2 separate regions of the Gossypium arboreum genome follow, and region 1 is linked to region 2. A link is a contact called in public Hi-C data. All regions are on one chromosome and are shown on one strand. The core of a region is the stretch at or near the end of the contact, and the rest is flanking DNA. Distances in the headings are between cores, read along the strand shown. Region 1 overlaps LOC108488538 (L-ascorbate peroxidase 2, cytosolic). Region 2 holds the start of LOC108489361 (E3 ubiquitin-protein ligase UPL4).

What was found. A called contact is a pair of places that touch in the nucleus more often than the background predicts.
Region 1: a Hi-C map of leaf shows a contact between it and region 2, with 2.4 times the contacts expected there. The contact joins the enhancer-like site here to the promoter of LOC108489361 in region 2. A contact is called at or near these places in 2 of 5 Hi-C or Micro-C datasets (both in leaf).

Annotation. Positions count from the first base shown.
Region 1 is chr4:101,091,968-101,097,592 of ASM2569848v2, forward strand. LOC108488538 (L-ascorbate peroxidase 2, cytosolic) reads right to left here. Exons shown (of 9, transcript XM_017792819.2): 5 at 5,565-5,625; 6 at 5,395-5,474; 7 at 5,187-5,289; 8 at 4,962-5,020; 9 at 4,596-4,868. The coding sequence ends at 4,850. Among protein-coding and RNA genes, the nearest start is that of LOC108488538, 3.9 kb to the right of the region's middle. Within about 2 kb of position 3,829, at least 2 of the 2 cell types and tissues checked have an H3K27ac peak or open chromatin away from gene starts, as enhancers often do. A contact at or near this core is called in leaf, where this site is marked.
Region 2 is chr4:101,047,564-101,052,797 of ASM2569848v2, forward strand. It overlaps LOC108489361 (E3 ubiquitin-protein ligase UPL4), which reads right to left and starts at 3,338. Exons shown (of 18, transcript XM_017793867.2): 1 at 3,077-3,338; 2 at 1,802-2,507; 3 at 1,566-1,676; 4 at 1,372-1,488; 5 at 1,108-1,266; 6 at 848-1,009; 7 at 433-585; 8 at 227-348; 9 at 1-126. The coding sequence starts at 2,440.

The DNA.
Region 1 (5,625 bases), core at 2,579-5,078, 45 kb after region 2:
ATAAATTATTAACCTAATAAGGACTAAAAACGTGATGATCTCTTATAATGTCTTCTTCTCATTTATTGAGCGGGAGGAAAAATGAAGTCAACCTCCTTCAAAATCTACATTGTCCAATCTTGGATGGTCTAATAAGGACCTTTACTCGGGGGAATGGAGAGGCAGGGGATCCACTATTATTGATCTAAGCATAGGTTACTTTCGGTTAGGATGAGCCCTTATGTTCACCAAATGGTTCCAAGAATCTGGAATCCTCCCCATAAGCATCTTAGCTATGCTAGACTCGTAATCAAATGGGTATGAATAAGTTCAAGCTTTCCAGCATTCTTCAAGGTCAAATCATTCTGTAATATTTGCGTTAGTGAATCCACAATCTCCTGCGTCAAAGAGGCAATACTTGAATACATTCCGGAGAGAGACATAAGTAAGACCTCTCTATTAATAATTTTAAATTGCTCTTGAGCCTCGAAATCTTTAGCTATAAAAGGCTTGAGGTTATAAACATCCCAATGAGGTAAAAGCCACTTGGTAGAGATGTCGAAGTCACTCCTGAATTTTAATTTTACAGTAACATATTTACAACGGTCAATCCTTATGTTGTTGGTCATCCAAAAGAAAATGTGTTTAACTTAAGGGTGCCCCTACCTACAGCAGAACCACAACAACTTAAGTTGTTTCTTTTGATCCCTCCTAGATAGTTGATATAGGTTTTGGAAGACCTTAAGCTTTGGATCCATCCCTTTTTCTTGGCAAGGGATATAAATCTAGTCAACAACCATCAAGAGGTTCCAAATAGTTGCTCGAGATTTATTTTGTAAAAGTTCAAAACCTTCTGTATGAAAGGATGAAAAGGGAGGGTAAAACCCCTTTCTAATGCGTACAATGGGAGGAAAAAGCATGGAGGTTTCTCATAAGTCTCATGCAAGCCATTCTTCCTCTTTATCCGAGATACTTCATATAGAGCCATTTTGTGACGAAGCCCCTAGGCTTTCACGTCATTCGAGGATGATTATCTTCTCTTTCATCACCAACATTTCTGGAGGAGCCTACCTTTCCCTCTTGATTCCCAGTCATCGAAGATCTAGAGGACTTTGATGAACCAAATTGAACTTCATTAGACAACATTGTTCCAGAAAATGAAGAAAACAGACAATAAAAAGAAAATCTCTTACCTTGAGGATGAAAATGAAGAAGAGAAGAACAAAATCTAGAAAACTTGAATAAAGGGAGAACAATACTGAAAGCAAAGCAGCTAATGCAAGAAATTGATGGTTGAAGGAGAAAAATGAAGGATTTTTATAGACTTTCTTATCCAAACGGTGCGTTTCAAGTAAAATAAATAATGTCCCGAAACCATCCAATACTAAAGTGACACATGCTCAAATGGGATATTCTAGGTGAAGCACCATCCAATATGTGTTAATTAAGATTTGATTTTAATTATTATTGTTTAAAATTTGGTTTTAATTTTAGACTTAAATAACCATTTTTCTATTGATATCTTTACCTACGTAATTTTAGTTAATAGCAAAATTAATTATTTTAAACTTATAAATAATATATATCTTTGAAATAATATTCTTTAAAAATTCAAATATTTAATAATTTTATAAAATTAATTTATGATCAAATAATATGAAGTTGGTTTTAATTGTTAAAATTTTGTCAATTGTATAAAATTGTATATAACATAGAGTGTAATTTAAATATTTAAATATATAAATTATTGATATTATTCAAATAATAGTGCAATTTTAATATTTTATTTTATTTTAAAACAATAAAAATGAAAATAAATAATACAATTCCCACGTATTATCATATTAAGTATATCAGATTTGAATAAATTAAGTTCTCTTATCACTTAAGATGTAAGAATTTATAATATATAATATATGATATATAAGATGACATATAAATAAAATGGAAGCAATTAGGAACTTACATTTTGTACAAAAGCTAGATTCCCAATACGAAAAGAATAAAAAACAAAATATATAGGCTCTCGATTTTCAAAGCACCGAATTATACGTCGAGGCGAAGAAAGCAAAGCACATTGGGTGGGACACGCAAAAGCTAAGTAGGTTGACGTTGCACTTTGGGTGCCTAAAAGTTTAAAGGCTTCTACCAAAACGCAACAGCTAGAGGTGGACGACATCGTAAATTGGATGATTTAAAATTTTATTTCAATGGCTGATTGAGTCTGGTCTTGTTGATAATATAAGAGAATAACGTGAATTCGATTGTATTGAAATATATTATCTTCTTATTTATAAATTAAAAAAATTATAAATTTTATAATTTTAAGTATTAATAAAAAAATTTATTTCAAAATCAAATCATCCTAATATGTGTTTCTAACACAATTTTTTTCCTTCCAAATGTCCAACCCAATCTATTACCAAATATTAAGATAAATTACCATTACCTCCAAAAATGGCAAACCCTAATTACCCTCCCTGAACCAATGTTGCCGCCTTCTTCTCCATACACCTCTGCGCTCCTTGATCGATCCTAAGTCCTCTATTTACGGTACATTAATAGTACACTCCTCCCCTTCCCAATCGTCTTCGTCATCAATTCACACCATCACTTTTAGACTTAATATTTCCCGGCTCAACGACCCCTAAACTCAACTTATACAATCCTCCATACTTAATACTTTTAAGTGGATTGGATTCAGAACTTGAATCGTCGACTTTCTTGTAGCCTTGGACATTGTTACTTCGGGCTTGAGTTATTAAAAACTCAACTTCTTAAACTTTTTTGAAAGATAAAACTAAGAAAATTAGCTTAATGATATGATAAAGAGAAGATTAAACCTATAAAAATCTATGCAAATGTTGTTATCAATCATCCATGGAATCGATCAACCAAGACCAAGAAATAAAATCAAAACTTGACCTTAAAAAAGAAAAACATAATCTTTGCATTGTAGTTAAACTAAAACCCTATAAATCTTATCGAAAAATAATTTTATGCATCTAAATTTTTATATATTGTTTAAAATACTTTTATAGAAATTTTCAATTTTAAAATAAAAGAGCTTTCATTTTTTTTATAATTTTTACATAGAATCAAGGTTAAATTGATAGGAATATAAAATTTGAGAATTGAATTTATTATTATACCAATTTAACAAGTGTCATGTTACTGATGAATTAGTTAGGTGTAAATTTTTTTTGAAAATTTTAGGAACTAAATTGTAATTTTTTAATTAAATTATCAAAATGAAAATTTATTTATAATTAAATGACTATCGATATCAAATATAATTAGGTTCCACTAGATAATCGAAATAGTGAGATTAGATTCATCTTTCTTTTAATCTTGAAATGGAAAAGAAAATTTGAACCCACCCATGCATTATCACATTCATACATGCCGCATGATGGTTATGCCTTTTTGCTTAGGTAGAATTTACCGTACCTTCACTATCCCATCCATTCTAAGGTGATGGGTACATTAGGAAACTCATTGTCATGATCTCAACTACAAAGGGGGAAATTGGGAATGAAATCCCTAAATAGGGTAGTTTTGGATAATGTATCCGATGGTTAGTTAAACTCACAGATGGGCTAATATCTATATGTAAGCTGATAGATAATAGACTACGAGGATCACAGACGTTAGGGACCGAGAAAGATGGGCTAGCTGATTAATGGGCTTAGTTTTATGCTAATGGTCATAGGCATGATTTGGTCATTGTAATGTCTTTTCTTCTTTGTGAACGAAAATTTCAGAATTCTCTTCTTCAACCTTCTTTCTTCAAATTCTTCCATAAATCCAAACTTATCACTGCTAAGGTTGTGACAAATTGGTATTAGAGCTTACAAAGATTTACTAGTCGAGCTGGGAAAGCCAAAAAAAAGTAATCACCATTAACACTAGATAAACAACTTCAAGAGCAAATGCAGGTGGTGCAACATTGGTTACAAGTTGTGCAAGAATTCCCAAATGGTGGGAAGAGCAAAAAACTTTTGATGGTGGGAAGAGTAGAAGCCATCCATGAAAATGGTGGAAGTGAATTGTGATGTTCTTTTGATGTTAATTTGTCTCTAGGACAAAAAAGTAAATGCCAAGAGCAAAAGCTTTCATTATATATTTTTTTTCATATATATATATATATATAAATGGACTCAAGATTCTCAAATTTTTGTATTCATATGAATACCAAATTAAAAGAAAAACAAAATATTTTGAAACATTCATTATTTTACGTTTCAGGCTTACGAATTTCATATATTATTTAATTTAACTTCTATGGCTTTGGATAGTGATATTATGAAAATATTATATGATTAAATTAAAAGCAATCATGGAATTCAATTGAATCAAATATAACTTTGATAATCTTCAACAAATATTCAGCATGACAACCAATAATACAAGTAGGAAAATATAACATAAACCATGAAAAAAAATTCATTTATATATTTTTAAAATTTATAAAATTTTAAATTAATAATGATAAAATTATACTTTAATTCTTAAAAATATAAAAAATTGATCTACCCTTTAAAATTATAAAAATATAAATTATTAAAATAATAAAAATACATTCAAGATATACCATTTAATTCGTACCCAAAACATTTCCCACGCTTTCAATACATACTCATTTCTATTAATAGGAGGAAACAATTAACTCATTTCCAACAAAACGTGCACTAAACACCAACATTTCTTTGTCCTCAAATTCTTATTTCATCATACTGTGATATTTATTAATCGTACACAGGACACAAAACATAAATTTTGATCAACATGTTTTTCACAAACGGCAAAGACTCGTAAACATCAGGCACAAGACAGCAGCATGATCATGTTGGATGCTTTTATAAATCCCCTATTCGGCATCCGCGAATCTAAAACATGGTCAAAGAAATTGTTAGATTATATAGGAAAAATGCAAGAGAATTTGCAGAAGGGGATGAAATAAAAAGTTGGTTGCTACTCACCCAAGCTCCGAAAGCTTCAAATGAGATTCAGCATAGTCAGCAAAGAAGGCATCCTCATCCTAATAAGGCACAACATTATTCATAACTAAAAGTTCCAACTATTACATATATATATACATGTACTGGTACAAATGAAACGCACTTGAGAGATAAAATAAAGGTTGCATATGTTAAATCTATATGATATATATAGCAAAAAGCTGAAAGATATGAATTGATACTTACTGCAGCATATTTGTGGACAAGAGGGCGAAAGACAGGATCTTCCAAAAGTGCTTTGTCGGTTGGCAACTGAATCAGACCTTCTTTCTCTCCACTGACAAGTTCTCTGTTTCAAACAAGAATGTAAGAACATGGGTCACAATGCAATCAAGTTGGAAACGATTCGAGCATCAACTCACAACAATAATTTAAGTACTAAAAGAGCTGTTACTTGAAATAGGAGTTATCAAAAATGAGAGGATTCGAAGTCCAGGGTCCCTCGAACCCAGAACGCTCCTTATGGCACCTCCCCTGTAATAATAATGGTTTCAACGACATAATTAGAACGCATTGAACTTACGTCTAACAGTTGGAAAACATAATCTCTCTTGTCAACTTTACCAGCGTATGACCACCGGATAAAGCAACAATGTCTTTATCGCCAAGACCCATGTGCCCAAAC
Region 2 (5,234 bases), core at 2,088-4,587:
AAAACACCCTCCTTTATGAATGAGCTCAAAAAAACATCAGAAAGCTTTTTGAGGATGATCTCAGCAATCTGTAGGGCTAACATCAGCAAATGGTGATCCTTCCGAGTAAACACTCCAGCCAGGAAACTGCCATTTATAGATTCATGAAAATATATCCAAGATCTGTTGACTTATCATTATGCATTTTATAAAAAAGAAAAGCATAGGAAAAAATATCCCTATTCACCTTGGAATGTTGGCAGTCTTAAGCAATTCACCAAGCATGTCAGGTTTGCTCAGAAAAACTAACTTGCTGATGACAGAGAGGCAGCCATAACAAACATATATGTTTGCACCAGAATTGACTACCTGTTCAATTGGTGAAACATGAATTGTAAAACTACTGAAAGAACAAAATCCTGAAACTTCAACTTTATATATCAGGGAGCTAACCTGGACCAGCATGGGAAATAAATCCATTCCAAATCTTTGCAGAAGATCATGATGGTCAGCTAAAAATGATTCCTTATCCAACACTACCTGATTAGCTTGATCTCCGGTGGAGGTGGGAAGCAGCTCATTGAGCAATTTCAGAACTTCATGTACCTGCCAGAGACAATAGCAATAGTGACCGGGATCTTTTCTTTTAGAAGAACTATTGTTGACTTAAATAGAGACATTTCAATTTGCCTCTGAACCAGACAACCAACAAAAAAAGAAAGCATCATTATAGGAGATGACCTTGGTGCACATCACCACAGTAATTACTATTATTCACTACAAGGGTAGACTCAGAAATAAACGCCCAAGCCAATATCAACCAAAATGGAACACCATTCAGAGAAGTTGTCCACTCTAAGATGCAAACCTGATTGCAATTGCCATCAACTAAGTCCGGAGGAGATATTCCATGTGAGAGGTCATAAGTAGATAAGACATCCTTCAGTATGTTGCTTATATTTAGCTCATACAGACTTCTAAAAGCTACAAATGAACCCGAAGAAAGCTTGACAAGTAATCCTATCAAGCCCTGCCAAGTGCCAACCAACATGGAACAATCAAATCACCATTTAAAAGGCAGTGGAAAATATAGCTAATCTCTGACCATGATCAAGGAAATTTGCATACATTGTATATTGGCTGGGATATAGTAGTTCGGCTATTCGATTTCATAACAAGTGTGACTTGATTAATCAGCTCATGCTTACAGAGTTCCTCCATCAGCTCAAAAGACTGACACATTCTCTCAGATATTTTGATCAAGCAAGTTGCAACACTTTCAACAAGCTAGGAATTTCAACAATGTAAAAGTTAATAGGTCAATATAATTTATGAGAAAGAAATAAATTGAAGGGGTCATCAAAAGGAGGAAAACTACAAATAGTTAAAGACCTGTTGGTCCTCATGCTGAAGTAAATCACATAATTTGGGAACCGCTTCAACAAAAGGTGCAGGACCCTCCAAAGGAAGTTTCTTACAAATGTTCACCACCGTGGCAAGTGCAACTCTCTGGCATAGAATCAAAACTCAATTAAACAAAATATACCCTAATTCCAGAATTAATAACAGAGTGCAAATTGAATTACCTGCACACTAATTGAGAAAAAATCAATAAAATTTAGAACAGCCATAATTGCACCAGCTTGTAAACAAGCAACTGGTTGATCGCGAGATATTTTCTCCAATGCTTGCAAACACTGCATAACAAATATTTCTCAGCATAACCAAGTTTTCTTACTTCAATCACACTGTAATTTCTTACCCTAACAAACTTAGTCACTTCAATCACAGTATAATCTAACAAGCAAGCTTAAAAAAATACCTGCTCAGCTACATCCACATATTCAATAGCCAATAATCTTTCACAAAGAGCAGGAACTGCATCGTGTCTAACAAGGAAACCAGATGATCTAGGATATACATCACATAGATAAGTCATACCCCTAATTGCCAACAACATTATATTAGCATTACTCTCGTTCTTCGCAAGCTTTACAAGTACTGGTGATAAAGAATCCGCCATCAAACTCGAAAGCGAATCCTCATTACAAAAAGACAACACTTCACAAAGTTCAGTCAACGCAGCCAGTTGGCCCGAACCTCCATTTCCTTCGTTCAAATTTGACAAAATAGTATTCAATTTTCCATGATCACTCGACGATCTTCTTCTCTGATAGTCTCTTAAAATGTGGTGCCGTGGTTGTTGCTCAGCATCGTCAGAATCGCATGATCCATAAGCTGATTCGTCTTCCTTCTCGTGTTCACCATCCGATCGGCTCGAAGCCGAGGTGGAGGAGGAAGTTTCCATGTCAGCATCGGGAGTGGAATTTGGTAAATTGAGGTGAGTTCTGACTGAGGAACAGTTAGAGGAACTTGGTCGAAAATCTAATGAACTACAAGCTCGCTTATCTGCTGGTAATTCGTCGGCTGTTTCCGTTCGTTTCTGCCCTCGACTTCCCATGTGAATTCGTTCCCTTTTTCTTTCTTTTGGACTGACGAATTTCCAAACCAAGACAATTCACTCCAACCTGAATAAAAAAATTAATCGCATTAAACAAAGCGAAAATTAACAGTTTCATACGGAAGAAAATAAGAATATCATCGTAGAATATGAACATTACTGTTGTACAGTAGCCCAAAAAAAATCTATATAATCACCATCAAAATTTTAATCATAACAAGGCTCAGTTTAGAACTTCAAAAGGGAAAAAAGGGAATTTTTTTTAAAACAAATAAATAAAAGCATAGTATTTAGAAGACGAAAGAAAATCAAAACAAAGAAAATAGGGTTAGTTTGAAGAGGGCAACTGAATCGTCAAAACCATTAATAAGCGATCAATCCTCAAAACAATTAAAAATATATATCTCTTCAAAGCAAACCTAATACAACTAAAAATGTTCTTTTTTAAAAAGGAAAATAGAAAAAACAAAGAAATTAATGAGAAAATAAAAGCGAAAAACAACTAATCGATGAGCTTAAAAACATCAAAGAGAAAAAACAAATCACGTCAAAAAAATTTATTTTTTTCTTCCTGTTCAAGTACCTAAAAAGAAGAATTGGTGGTTAATCGGTCTTTCGAAAGAATCGAAGACCTACAAAATTTTAATCAACGCGATCAACTTATAGAAGATTGACGATCTTTTCTTCCCTTTTTCCTTTTATTTTTCTTTCGCTCTTCTTCCTACTGCTGATGTTTGATTTATACGATTGTGATGATAATGAAGAAAACCAGGGATTACCGAATAAGTTATCGTAATTATATATATAGTACAGACTCCTACAGTATCGTGTGCTACTCGACCGTATGGAAAAACGTACACCTTCAAAAGTACTAGCTATACAGATTATCATCGTTGGCTTAGTTGTGGCTTTGTGCGGTAAAAGTATTATATAGTTAACAAGGTAAGAGATAGATTGTATTTGATTTTTTATTTAAAATATATATTAGATTAAAACAAAATTGATCTTTTCAATTAAAATTTTATCAATTTGTAATGTTAAAATTAATGTGGTTAATAGAATAATCAAATAATGACACGTAATGTGTCATGTATTTCTCATGTTGATATCTAAAGATTAGTTTTAAAGAATAATTTGTTTTTTTAGTAAAAATGAAAAAATATAATATTACCCTAAATACAAAGTAGATACTTCTACTGCCTTTGTGATAATAAGATGCAAAAGTTTTTACCTTGGCAGTTGGAGAGATTTTAATGTTTTTTGGTCTTTTAAGTCAGGAATGCCTTTTGGTTTAAGGTCACCCTTCCTTAATTCAGCAAACACAATTGTAAATGTGTAATTTGTAATTTGTAATTGTGATTTTAGGAAATAGCAATTAATTTTTAATAAATTTTTATTATGAAATAAAAGAATAGAGAGAATAAAAATAAAAGAAATTTCAAAAAGAATAAAGAGAAATAGGAAAGCAAAAGATAGGTGTGTAATTTATTTATAATGAGAACATGCTTCTCCAAAGTTTATATTTATAAACATAAGAAGTATACATTATACCAAAATTACTTCTAATAGACATTAGGGTCCCAAAATAAATCAAACTTATTATCCTAATCACATCCACTTCTATAATAATAAAATATTTATAACATTCCTCATTGGATGTCCATCGATAGATAAGTACCTCGTTAAAACCTCACTAAGATATATGTGGAAAATATTATCGATGAAGAAAAAGAGTAAATATATGCATTAATATGTTGCCTCATTAAAAACCTTACAAAAAAAATCAATGGGACAAAACCTCGGTTAAGAGGGAAAAAATGTCGCTAATTTATTCCCCCTCATGACAGCATCACATAATATTTCATCCTATATATTTAATCTTGAATACTAGCTTTTCAAATGATCACTTGAGCAAATTTGATAAATGTTTACATCATTATTATTCTAGAGTTCATGAGTGAGGAATAATTTTGGAGAAATATATTTTAATCTCTCAAAAAATTCCAACAATAATCATAACAAACTTTGATCATATCCCTCTATGCATGCACATGTTAGATCATTTTATAATTTTCCTTCAACTATTATTCACTGAGTCAAATTTACCACATATGTTCAAGTCAATTTAATTCATATAAATATTTATGCAAAAGTAGTGAACAATTTCCCTAGGATTTCTATATGCTTCCAACATTCTAAATCCTTTAAGGATTTAATATATTTACTATATAGTAATTTATATAGAAGGTTGTAAGAACAACCATTAGACGCATATCAAATCTTTCATGAGCTGCCAAACTAATAAGATATCTAAATGTTTTGCATTCACCACAAAAGAATATTATATCTTTCATAATCAATGCCAAGACTTAGTGAAAATCTTCATTTTCTTTTTTCGTTTTCACAAAGCTACACATTCGCACCCTCACTGGCTTTATAGGTTTAGAAATCTGGACTATTGGTTCAAAAACCTCATGAATTTTATACTACTTGAACTGTATATTTCTATTTTTGGTTAATCTATTTCATGTCTATATTTCTCGACAAATTTATTCAAGTCCTCTTTTTTTTTGTCATTATTTCAACAATACGATTGCATGCAAAACTGTTGTCAACAACTTTTCATTCTCGGATCCATATTTTCTCATATAGACGTAATTGATCCAGACATTTTTTCCATTATTTCCACCGTCAATTTTAGGTACCTAATTTCTTTTTGGAATTTTAGTAATTAGTTATGTATTTAGTCTCCTCTAGAGACTTACCTCCAGTATATGACAATCTTGATTTATTA